Regions from separate parts of the Anas platyrhynchos genome. Here region 2 is linked to region 1. A link is a contact called in public Hi-C data. All regions are on one chromosome and are shown on one strand. The core of a region is the stretch at or near the end of the contact, and the rest is flanking DNA. Distances in the headings are between cores, read along the strand shown.

Region 1 (5,393 bases), core at 18-2,517:
TGAGATGCCTTCCAGTCTACAATTTTGGGTTTTAAACAGCATTTTCCTGGGTTACAGCACGTGAGACCCAGGATAGGTGGTTATCCTGTGACCTTGTTACCAAACTGCTGTGAAGCTGCTGAGGGTTTTGGTTTTGGTTCACAAGGCATCAGCCAGACAGAAATCTTGGGGGCTCCAACAGCACCGAATGATTATCGGCTCCTTGCTGCTGCTCTCACCAGTGGCTGCATTTGGCTCCTTCCACTGCCCTGGGACCAGTGATGGATGAGGAGCAGCACGACTTGAGGTGAGCACCCTGATGGAAACCTGGGGCAGGTGCTTTTAACGAGAGGACAGTCGATTTTGTGAATACTTGTACTGCTGCATGAGGTTGTACAAAACAAAATGTTTGCTCGTTGGACCTCTCATTGACTTGTGTGTATATATATATTCCTCATCGGATACAGATACTGCCTGAAATGGGATGATGCATTTAGAAGCAGTGCTGAACTGCCAGGTAGGAACGTAGTGCTGATACCAGTCATCTCAGATTGATTGGCCAAAACTGCTTTAGCCTCCTTCCCAACTGCCTATATTTTTCAGGCAGTTGGAAAAAAACAGCCACCGTGCTGGCTGGTGGTAAAACATCCCATCAAAAACCATTCCCTACTGTACCTGTCAGTGTAAGTTCTCTTTTTTTTCCCTTAAGAAAAGGGGAGGTGCTGGAGGAGGGCTGTCTGGAAGGATCCTGTGCTGCTCACTGTATGCTTGACCCACTTTGCTCCTGTTCCACCACCGCCTTTGTCCTCGGGGAAGAGGAAAGCTGCCCCGGGTGTGGGCGAGGAGGTGCCTCAGCTCCCTGGGAGGCTGCTCTCACTTCCTCTCCCTTTCAAATACAAAATTCTGTGGTGCTTGTGAGTGTGGTTACCTGGTGTCAGCTTAGCTTAGTTTAGCTGTCTCCGAATTTCACTGGACTGTCACTTTTTCCTTACAACCTTCTTAAAAAATGTTGTAGATCAGCCTGACTTCTGAAACGTGGCAAATTTCTTCCCATGGACTTTGAAACCTCAAAGTGTTGGCTCTTCGTCGTCAGTGGCGTTAGGACCAGCCCAGAACCTGCCTCTTGCACTTTGAACAGCTGCCAGGCTGAGTACCAGCACCATGCAGCCACGGAACCAGGCCTGGTGGCACCTTGGGGTCCGTCGGGGTCCCTCTGGCCCAGCCCCAGGACCACCCCGAGCCGCTCAGCACCACGTCCAGGCGGCTGCTGGATCCCTCCAAGGACGGGCTCTGCAGCCTGTAGTAAAGAAACAAACCCTATAAAGCCAACATAGCTTTCTCACTATCAGGCTAGGTTCTCAAGGATATTCAGATTTTTTTCTGCCTGTGCCACTCGGGGATTTGGTGACCTTTTGCTAACCGTGCTGGTGGGGGAAGCTTTCACCCAGCAGCATCTCCCTCGCTATTTATGCAGCCACAAGGACCACGGAGTCTGAGCAGTCCAAATTATTTCCATGGAAGCTACAGCAAAAATGGTTCAAAAAAATAAAAATCAGTATGTTTAAGTATGTGGAGGTGGACTGAAGATTAGGGAGTTAGATGCAAATATGCTTGAGGTAGGTTTGCTTCTATTTTTAATCACTTTTTCCCTCATCTACAGTCTTCTGTGCATCTTGAATCCCTGTAGTTATGCAAGGAGAACGTTGCTAGAGGGAGAAACCGAAGCTGATCAAGAAAACAGAGCTCATGTCTGCCTGCCATGATGCAGTTAGCGAGTTGTCAGCCTGACTAACATCTGAAGGGGGGCTCTGCCTTCCTCAGGACCTTGCATTGCTGTGGTACAGCTTAGATGAAAAGCAACATCTTAAGGATGCTCCTGTAATACAAGAAACAATCACAGCTATTTCTGGAGTTTAGAGGGGGGACAAGAGTTTTCCCCTTCTGCTGTGTTGTTGTAAGATTGCTTTAAGTAGCAGAAGCCCAGGCCTTTGAGCTGAGCAGTTTCTTTCCAATATCTGTATCAGATAAATAACTTCCTTTTTTTTAAAACACTGAACCAGTCCTAGTTTTCCTTGCACTGTTGATGTGGCTGCTTGTTTTACAAAAATGTTCTTCTCCTTTTGTACATGTATTTTAGGGGAGAAGAACATTTTTGCTGTTATCTCCCCTACACATAGACCAGGTTCTTGTCCGGATCCAGCGGTCACTCCTTGCATCCCAGCAAATGCCAGCCTGTGCCAGAGCAGCTCTGCTCTCCAGGCCCTGGAGTTTGGTCTTTGCAGGGCTGCCTTCCCTTCCTTCTGGAAATCCAAACTGGGTCCTGTCACATTTCCCAACTTGTTACCAATGAAGCAAAGCTGAGGTCTCTTTTATAAGCCGATGTCACGTGTGTGGTATTAAAAAATGCTCAATCTTTTTACAGTGTTATCTCCATAATCACCACCATCACTAACAGAATAAACTTCTCTGTCTATAACAATGGAAAGGGTTAAGTTTTTGGTTTTGGTTGGGGGCAGTCATTTTTATCAAAGCAGCAAGAGAAATAGCTGGGAAGAGAATCCAAGGCTGCGGAGTAAACCCAGCACTGTGTCTGGGAGGCTGCTCTCCCTGTAATGCCGTGCTCAGTGCGTTAAAATTCCCTTCCCCCTGCAGCTGTGTAGCTGTTCAGCTGGCTTCTGCCCGCAGCTCAGTGATGCTGCAAGAATGTAGGTCAGAGCTCTTCTGGATCTGATAAGTGGTAAATCAAGCTTACGCTGATCTTGGTTGCTCCAATATTTCCAGATATTTGCTTTAGTGTTAAGCTTCCTCCTCTGGATTCTCAGCGGTGAAGGGCCCTTAATCGTCATTTATCTGTGGCTGGTGCAGAGAACAATTATCTTTACAGCTCAGGACGGCAATGCTTAGGTTTAGGATTATTTGCATTGGAATGATTATCTGTGCACCTAACAATTGAAATTGGCCCACCCATTTTTTTTTTTTTTATTTTCTTGAAAAATCTTTTTCTCTGCCTTGCAGCTTTAGTCAAGGACAAGTCTTTTGTGTTAGCAATTCTGCCTGACTTCCAGGACTTTGGCTATCACCTCCGCAGCAGCTGTTTTTTTCATGACAAAGATAGCAGAAAGCATCCAGACTAGCTCGGGAGGTTCATTATGTGATATGTAGGGCACAGTGGGAGGCGGCTTTCACGTGATTACGGGATATCTGTGACAGACGTCTGCCACTTCTTAGGGTGTGTGGTGTTTTTATTGCTTTAACTCTCCCAGACTACTCATTCAACCGATAAAGTCCAGTGGGGACTGAATTTTCTCTGACACCTTTGGAGAATTGTATCAAGTATAAAGCTCAATCACTTTGAATTATAATTGATGCATAGGTCATAATTAGACGGGGAATTTTGCTTTCTGCCTGTTCCTAGATTGTATTGCATCTGTCCTGTGTGGGGAGCAAAACCCACCCCCCTTCTACTGCCTCTGCTTTGCAGTCTGAGTTTGTACGCGCTCCAAATCAGAAACCTTGATCTCTGGCAACATCAAGAAAAGGGATTTAGGATTTGCAGATGTTTTTTACAGGCCACCTTCTGTCATCATCTGATCTGCTAAGTCAGTGAGTACTTAATATAAATAATTTAAAAAAAAAAAAAAACAACAAAAAAAAACAAACACGTTTAAGGAAAATAAAGGCAGTGCGTTTGTTTGTTTTTAACACAGTGAATGTTGTTCTCAACACTGGAGCAGGAGGTGGAGTGATTTAGCAGGAAAGAGGTAAATGTGCTGACTGTACAAGGTCACAGTAGGCATAGTTGGCATAGTTTGGAGGCTTCACACATAATATACCCTACATACGTAAACCTGTATTACACATACGAGATAGTTAGGCCCTAATAAATTGTAAACAACAGCTATCTGGTTCCTAACACCACTATCTCTGAGGAACCTCTGCAGAGAAGGCTGAAGGAGGCCACAGAGGGTCCTGGGACCTCGCTCCTGCTCCATGCAGGATTAGCTTGGTCATTTTGGGGTGTGCTGTAACTACTGAGCTGCTCAGCACCCCCAGGCCTGTGGAGCAAGATTCTTAGGGCCGGCAGTCACCTCCAGGACTTCTCTGGAATTTCTACAGAAACCGATTCAAGTGACGTGACCCAGCACAGAACAGCCTCGTCACCGCCGGCTGGCAGCCGGTGCTGGCACCACTGCCATCTGCGGGGAGCCTGCTGTGCTCTGGGCTGAACCCCTGCCTGCTAATTGGGGGTGAATACTTGTAGGGTTGGGTTTTGGGGTGGATATTTGTAGGATTGGGTTTTTGGGGTGAGTATACATAGGGTTGGATTTTAGTGCTGAGTACTTGTAGGGCTGGGTTTTTGGGGTGAATACTTGTAGGGTTGTGTTTTTGGGGTGAATATTTGTAGGGCTGTGTTTTGGGGTGGATATTTGTAGGGTTGGGTTTTTGGGGTGAATACTTGTAAGGTTGGGTTTTTGGGGTGGATATTTGTAGGGTTGGGTTTTTGGGGTTGTTTTTTTTTAATTTTTATTTTTTATTTTTTTTGTGGTGAATACTTGTAGGGTCTGAGCTCTGGTGTTTGCTGTCCTGAATGTTTGTAACATGACAGCCCTGGTGGCTTTGCCCCTCAGGTAAAGGTGGCAAAACAACCGTGGGGCGGTCGCTGTGTGTTTCACTGCACTTTGACGCGCACCAAGCGAGGCTCTGCGTCTGAGGGGCTCTGTGCGTTTAGGTTGGGGGCACTTTGGGGCCCTCACGCCACCAAACACCGCGTTTGGCTGAGCCCAAACGGGGCCTGAGGCGGCGGGGCCGGGCCCGGGCCCCCCCCGGGCTCCTGACGGGATTTGGGAGGGGGGGGGGGGGGAAGGGGCGGGGCCACCCGGGGGCGCCTCAGCCACCGTCCCGCGGGGCCCTCCCCGCCCCCGCGAGGTGCCCGCCGCGGCCGCCCGCTCTGCCTGAAAAACACTCGGACACCCTCCCCGCGCTCCCCTCCGCCTCCCCGCCCCTCTCCCACCCTCGTACCTCCATCCCACTCACCGTCCTCTCTTCTAACCTCCATCCTCCCCGCTTAGGCGACGAAGAACGCGGCGTTCCCCTCAGGCTCCGGCAGCGGACAGCCCGGCGGTTGCGAGGCAGCGCGAGGCGGGGTCCTTCTCCCCTCCCCCTCGCGCCCCTCCCCCCTATAAAAGCGGCGCCGCAGCCGGGCCCCGAGCGCCGCCGCCGCCAGATCCCGACAGCGCCCGCAGGACGCCGCCGCCTCGCGGTGAGGGCCCGAGGGGGCGGCCCTGAGGGGTCTGTGAGGGGCTGGGGGGGGCCCTGAGGGACCGTGAGGGGGTTGTGAGGGGTTGGGGGGAGACGGGGGGGCTCTGGGGGGGTCCGGGCCCTGTCACTGCGCGGCGCTGGGGCTGGGGGGGGTT
Region 2 (5,349 bases), core at 83-2,582, 47 kb before region 1:
TAACATTAAAAAACATCGAGTATCCTGTTGTGATTCGAATGGGAATCGAGGACCACCAAACAGCGAACACTCACACCCAAATAAAGCCCAAGAAGCAGGGCCTGCACCTCACAAATCCCAACTTCTCGGATCGATCAGGGCTTTTGGCCCTGCAGCTCTGCCAGCCACGCAGCTCAGCTCCACACAATACACGTCAACTGTTTACCCGTGTATTTTCAGGCCCTGGTGTAACACAGCTCCGCTAAAAAAAGCCACGCTATCACAGCTGACTCACCTCCAGCAGCCCAGGAGCCGCTCCGGCCCGCAGGAATCACACCGCACACCCTGAAGTTTACCCAAAAAAAAACCCAGCCCAAACCACACGGCGACTTTCCATGCGTTAGGGCCGTATTTACATGGCAGACGGGAAGTGGAGTTACCCCGCTGGGGCAGCCATGGCCATTTAAAAGCCTCCAGCTAATTACCACTGCTAATGAGCACGGCGCTGGGTCCCTGCTGGTGCTGAGGGGGAGCTAAGGGCTGGGCTGGGGGGCACCGGGCCCTGCACCCCCCGGCTCTGGGGTGGTCTCAGCACATAGGAATGGGGGGTCCAGGACTGGGGGGGGGGATCCCAGAACCTGAGGGGAGAGAAAAGACCCAGAACTTGAAGGGGGGGATCCCAGAACTTGAGGGGCCGTCAGAAATTGGGGAGGGGGCTTAACTTGAGGGGGGGACCCTAGAACTTGAGGGGGGGGGACCTAGAACCTGAAGGGAGACCCAGAACCTGAGGAGGGGCAGAACTTGAAGGGAGGGACCCAGAACTTGAGGGGGAGCCCAGAACCTGAGGGGGAGGGGGAAAGTTAAGGGGGGGACCCCAGAACTTGAAGGGAGGGGCCCAGAACCTGAGGGGGGTACCCTAGAACTTGAAGAAGGGGGGGGCAAATATTCGATGGGGTGGCCCAGAACTGAGGCGGGGGGGGGGGCAGAACCTGAGGGGGGGACACCCCCCAACCTGAGGGGAGCCCAGAACCTGGGGCGCCCCAATCCCCTCAGAACCCCCTCAGAACCCCCTCAGAATCCCCTCAGAATCCCCTCAGCCCCAGCCACCGGGCGCCCCCCCAACCCCAAGGGGGGGGTGGACAGCGGCTGAGAGGGAAGCAGACGACACCCCGTGTCCCCCCCTCTTGTCCTCACCTCTTGAAGTCTCGCATCAGCCGGCGCCGGGCCGGGGTGGACATGGTGGCGGCGGAACACGCTCCCCCCGGGCCGCAGCACCGCCTCCCGCCGCCGCCCGCACAAACAACCCGCAATGGCGTCTCCCTCCGCGGGGGGCGGGCCCCTGCCGCCGGGCCGTGACGTCACGCGGGAGGCGGGGAGGGGAGGGGGGGGGAACCTCGGCCCGGTCCATTCCGCCCGTGTAGGGGGGGGGCGAGGAGGGGGAAGCTCCCACTGCGCTGCTGCGGGGGGGGGGTTGCCCGGCCTCACCTCAGGTTTTGTTTTTTTTTGCCTCATTTTTTCTCAGCGCCCTCGCTGCAGGTGGAGGCTTCGAGGTCCTGACCCTGTTCCCAGCCAGCCCCTGAAGCAGGGTTTTTGGCTGCGTGTGCTGCGGTGCTCTGAGTTCGTGGTTTTGGGAGGTCACAAAAAAACACCACAAGAGCCCTAATGAAGTGCCCCAAATGTCCTCGTCCCGCTGCTGTGTGCTCATGGAGCTGTGACCGGGGGCTTAATCTAGCCCAAAAGGCCAAAATCGGCTTCTTACCACAGCCCTGCTTCAGCAGGTGGTGGCCTTTGGGATGAGGCTGCCACGGGTGCTCGTAGCCACCCCGCAGCTCAGGAACCTGCCCTTCAGGGGTGTCAACCCCACACCGTGCTCCCACCTCAGTGAAAACACGCTTGCGGTGAGGCACACGTGTGAGAACTGACACTGCAAGGCAGCAAGCTTTCTCAGGAGGCTTAGGAGCAAGGAGCCATCCTTCCCCAGCCACCAACACGCAGCTCGCCCAATGCAGCCCTCTTGTCCTGAGTTTCCTCCTTCTCCCCGCACTCCTGCTTTAATTTTACGTTCTGCCGCCGCTCCTCCAGCTTTCTGCAGTTTATATTTAGCTCCAGCTAATTCCCAAGGGAGAAAGTAGACTGTAAAAACCAAGTGCAAGCTTGGACTTGTATAAATAATTAACGCCAGTCCAGCATCGTTCGTTATTCCGCTGTTAACATGCTGCCCAGGCCTGGCAGCGAATACATCCCCTACCCAAAGGGTGCTCGAGTCACCCCAAAAGCTCCCCACCTCTCCTGGGGGCAGCCACCAGCTGCGTGGAAAAGCCCCTCAGGCACCAAGCAGAAGGGTTAATTCTGAAATCCCGCATAGTTTCCACTTGTCTGGGGAACCTTTTCAGCAGAATCACAGCAGCAACAGCATTTCTTCTCCTTTGATACCGCTGGGGAAGAGCGAAAGAAACAAGAGGTCACAGCAGCTTCCTTAAAGCTGCTCTGCTGCTTCCTTGAATGCAGGCATCAGCCAAGCCTTTACCGAGCCCAGCATCTTTATTTATTTTTCAATTATGATTTTTGGAAGAAGCCTGCTGCAGGCCAGCTCCAGGCTCTTCCACAGCAGCCGGGCTCACCCGCAGCGGGGCTGGCAGTGCACGAGCAGCACATAAGTGCTCGCAGCAGAGGGCACTGATCATCTGTCCTCCTCCTGCCCGGCACGGTGGGCTTGGACAAAGCTGTACACACCAGGATGGCCTCACGGGTGTTAGCATTATCTAATTTATAGGTTTCTTTTCAGTCTTACCTGGCAGTTAAACAGGTGTGGCTGGTAACTTCATCAGGAAATGGAAAGCTTTATTTTTTTTTTCCCTCTGAAGAACCAGCTGCAGTTTCTGTCCTGTTGATTGCATGGAGTATGTAGGTGAAAAAAAATTTCTCATCAGAAAGTTCTTTCTAGTTGTGTTTTTGCTGCCTGTTTTTCCCCAGAAATGCTATTTGATAAAGGAATACACTTCATAAAAAGGTAGCACTTTGCAGCATAACCATTCTACTTTAATCTTCAGTAAACACTACATTTGTGAAAAATTTTTGTAAAACCGGAACATTTCTCAGATAACTTTGTTCCTTCATAAAATGAGAAGCTTGAGAAGCAAGAACGAAGTGAGCTACTCGCTCTCCTGTTTGTTAGAGCAGTCCTGGTAACGTCATGGTTCTTTTTTCCGGGTCACTCTCCCTTCCATGCTGCCGTGTCCCTCTGGGAGGAGATGTCTGCATTAGCACCAGCCAAACCCAAGACTCCGAAATTAGGGAAATGAACAAGCTGAGTCACCTGTTAGGCACCACTTTTGTTCTCGCTCATTGCAGCAGCTGAGGAGTGCCCTGGGGACCGTGCTGTGCTAGGTACCACGCTGCTCTGCAGCAGGCGGCCTTTTCCCCAAAACACTTGGGAGCAAAGAGAAGGGCTGGTGGCAAAGTGACTGATTTGCTCTCACCCTTAGCTCCTTCATAGAAGCAAGAAGGTGGTGCCAAAGTACAGAGGAGAACTGAAGGTTTTACCACTGCTGCCAGCCCCATCCCTAGCTCCTGAACCCATTACTGCCTCTGGGCCCACCTCAACCCTCAGAAAAGCAGCCTGCAGAAAACAACCATGCATGGGGCTCCCAAAATATCCGGCTATTCTGACAATTTTTCCTTGAATACACTCCAGCACAGTGTGCACGTATTTACTTGGTTTACCCAGGGGCACAGCACCGACCAGCACAGCCCAGGGCCAGCACACCTGCCTCTCCCCTAGGAGCAGGGCAAGTACCTCCCCTAGAGAAAAAATTCAAATTTGGGGAGAAAGTTTTGATGTTCATGGGCATGTTTCAAGCAAATAGTGGAAGGACGTGTGAATGCTGCTGAGCTATGAAATGCCCTGGCTGTGGGGTGCTGTCACCTCCTGTACCTCTGTACAAAGGCACTTCCCTGCGTGCCCTTAGCAAGCTGTGCGTGATCTCCGCGAGGCGGAACCCCGGCTACGTCAGGCCAGCCAGGAGAAAGCAGAACTGGCTGGAAGGCCACCACTTCTTCAATCCAAAGGTCAGCTTCGTGGCTCAGCCTGTGTGCTGCCCCAGCTTCCCCAGGTGGCGTTTTTTGTCAGCTGTGCATTACATCACGTTGCTCTGGCTCTCTTCCCAGGATACTGAGCGCACATTGGCCACAAAAGGGGTGGTGTCCTTCTTATACCAGCGCCGTGCCATCCCCAGACAGAAGAGGGATTGTTAATGGTGCAGCGGGGAGATCTCCTGTAAATCTCCATAGGAACATTTGAGTTCAGACCTATTTCCACAAATTTTCAGCAAGAATTTTGGTCAGGACATCGATCACCTCGGATTTTCTCCTAGCTGGAGACACCAGCTCTCACCCTAGCGTACTCTGATTCAATTGAATAGCTCACCTGCAAGACTGAACATTAAATAAATGTTATTGCTTTCAGATAGAGATTCTTTTTTCTTGTAGTGCTTCATCATACAGATATTGGAAGTTTAATTATTTATTGAGAAATGGGTTTTGTTTCATAATAATAGTTTAAGACTTCCAACTGAAATGATCTGCAGAGTTGAAACAACATAGTAATGTGACATCTGACTGGAGGATCAGGGGAGTATTTGGGCAGTAGCAGTACTAGTAGGGACTATTTGGACCCATCTCTGAAATTCTGAAGAGCTAAAAATGTTTACTACTTTAATTTTGAGCCAGTCCATTTTGCTAAGCAACCGCTTTACCAACTGTCTTCCCTGCTGTTGCAGTAGCTTGCTGGTCCTGCCCTACTCCCATCTTGTCCTTCTTTTTGTACTGTCTCTTCTCTTTTAATCACTGCTGTTTTGTCCTGCCATTGATAGGGGGGGTGCTGTGCAGAAATGCTTATTATGATCGCTCATCACCTACATTTAGCTGTTGCTAATTGCAGTAGCATTAGCACATGGATGACTTTGGGAAATTAGGGCACTCTGTGGCTCAGAGTCAATTCTGCTGTAGCAGGAGAGGTTTTCTTGAAAGCCCATCCTTTCATGCCCTGAGAACTGCCTTTTCTAAAAAAGAAAACAAACAAAACCTGCTTCTTATTAAGTGGATTTCTGGTTATTTATTTATTTTTCAGATTACACACCATGAACTTTTACATGCAGTGTAACATTAGCAAAAGTAAGACAATAATATAGAAACTAAAATTCTATAGAGCAGGTTTGGAACTGCAGGGAAGAGTGGTAATTCCATTCCTTATGCCCTCCTTCATCCTGTTAGGTATTGATTGCTGTTAATAATAACAGGACACTGCAGCAGCTATTTTGGTAATGTTGAACTATAAACATGGAGGTAAATAGCTTAATAAGCACAGATAAT

What was found. Hi-C and Micro-C count contacts between places; a contact is called where the count stands out from the background.
Region 2: a contact with region 1 is called in a Hi-C map of skeletal muscle, with 4 times the contacts expected there. The contact joins the promoter of UBE2B here to the enhancer-like site in region 1. A contact is called at or near these places in 2 of 8 Hi-C or Micro-C datasets (liver and skeletal muscle).

The regions. Positions count from the first base shown.
Region 1 is chr14:2,860,730-2,866,122 of IASCAAS_PekinDuck_T2T, reverse strand. It overlaps SKP1 (S-phase kinase associated protein 1), which reads left to right and starts at 5,110. Exons shown (of 6, transcript XM_038186247.2): 1 at 5,110-5,239. Within about 2 kb of position 1,267, at least 3 of the 8 cell types and tissues checked have an H3K27ac peak or open chromatin away from gene starts, as enhancers often do.
Region 2 is chr14:2,907,904-2,913,252 of IASCAAS_PekinDuck_T2T, reverse strand. UBE2B (ubiquitin conjugating enzyme E2 B) reads right to left here and starts at 1,332. Exons shown (of 6, transcript XM_027468549.3): 1 at 1,174-1,332. The coding sequence starts at 1,217. It overlaps LOC106014446 (a long non-coding RNA gene), which reads right to left. Exons shown (of 5, transcript XR_011803418.1): 5 at 5,067-5,349.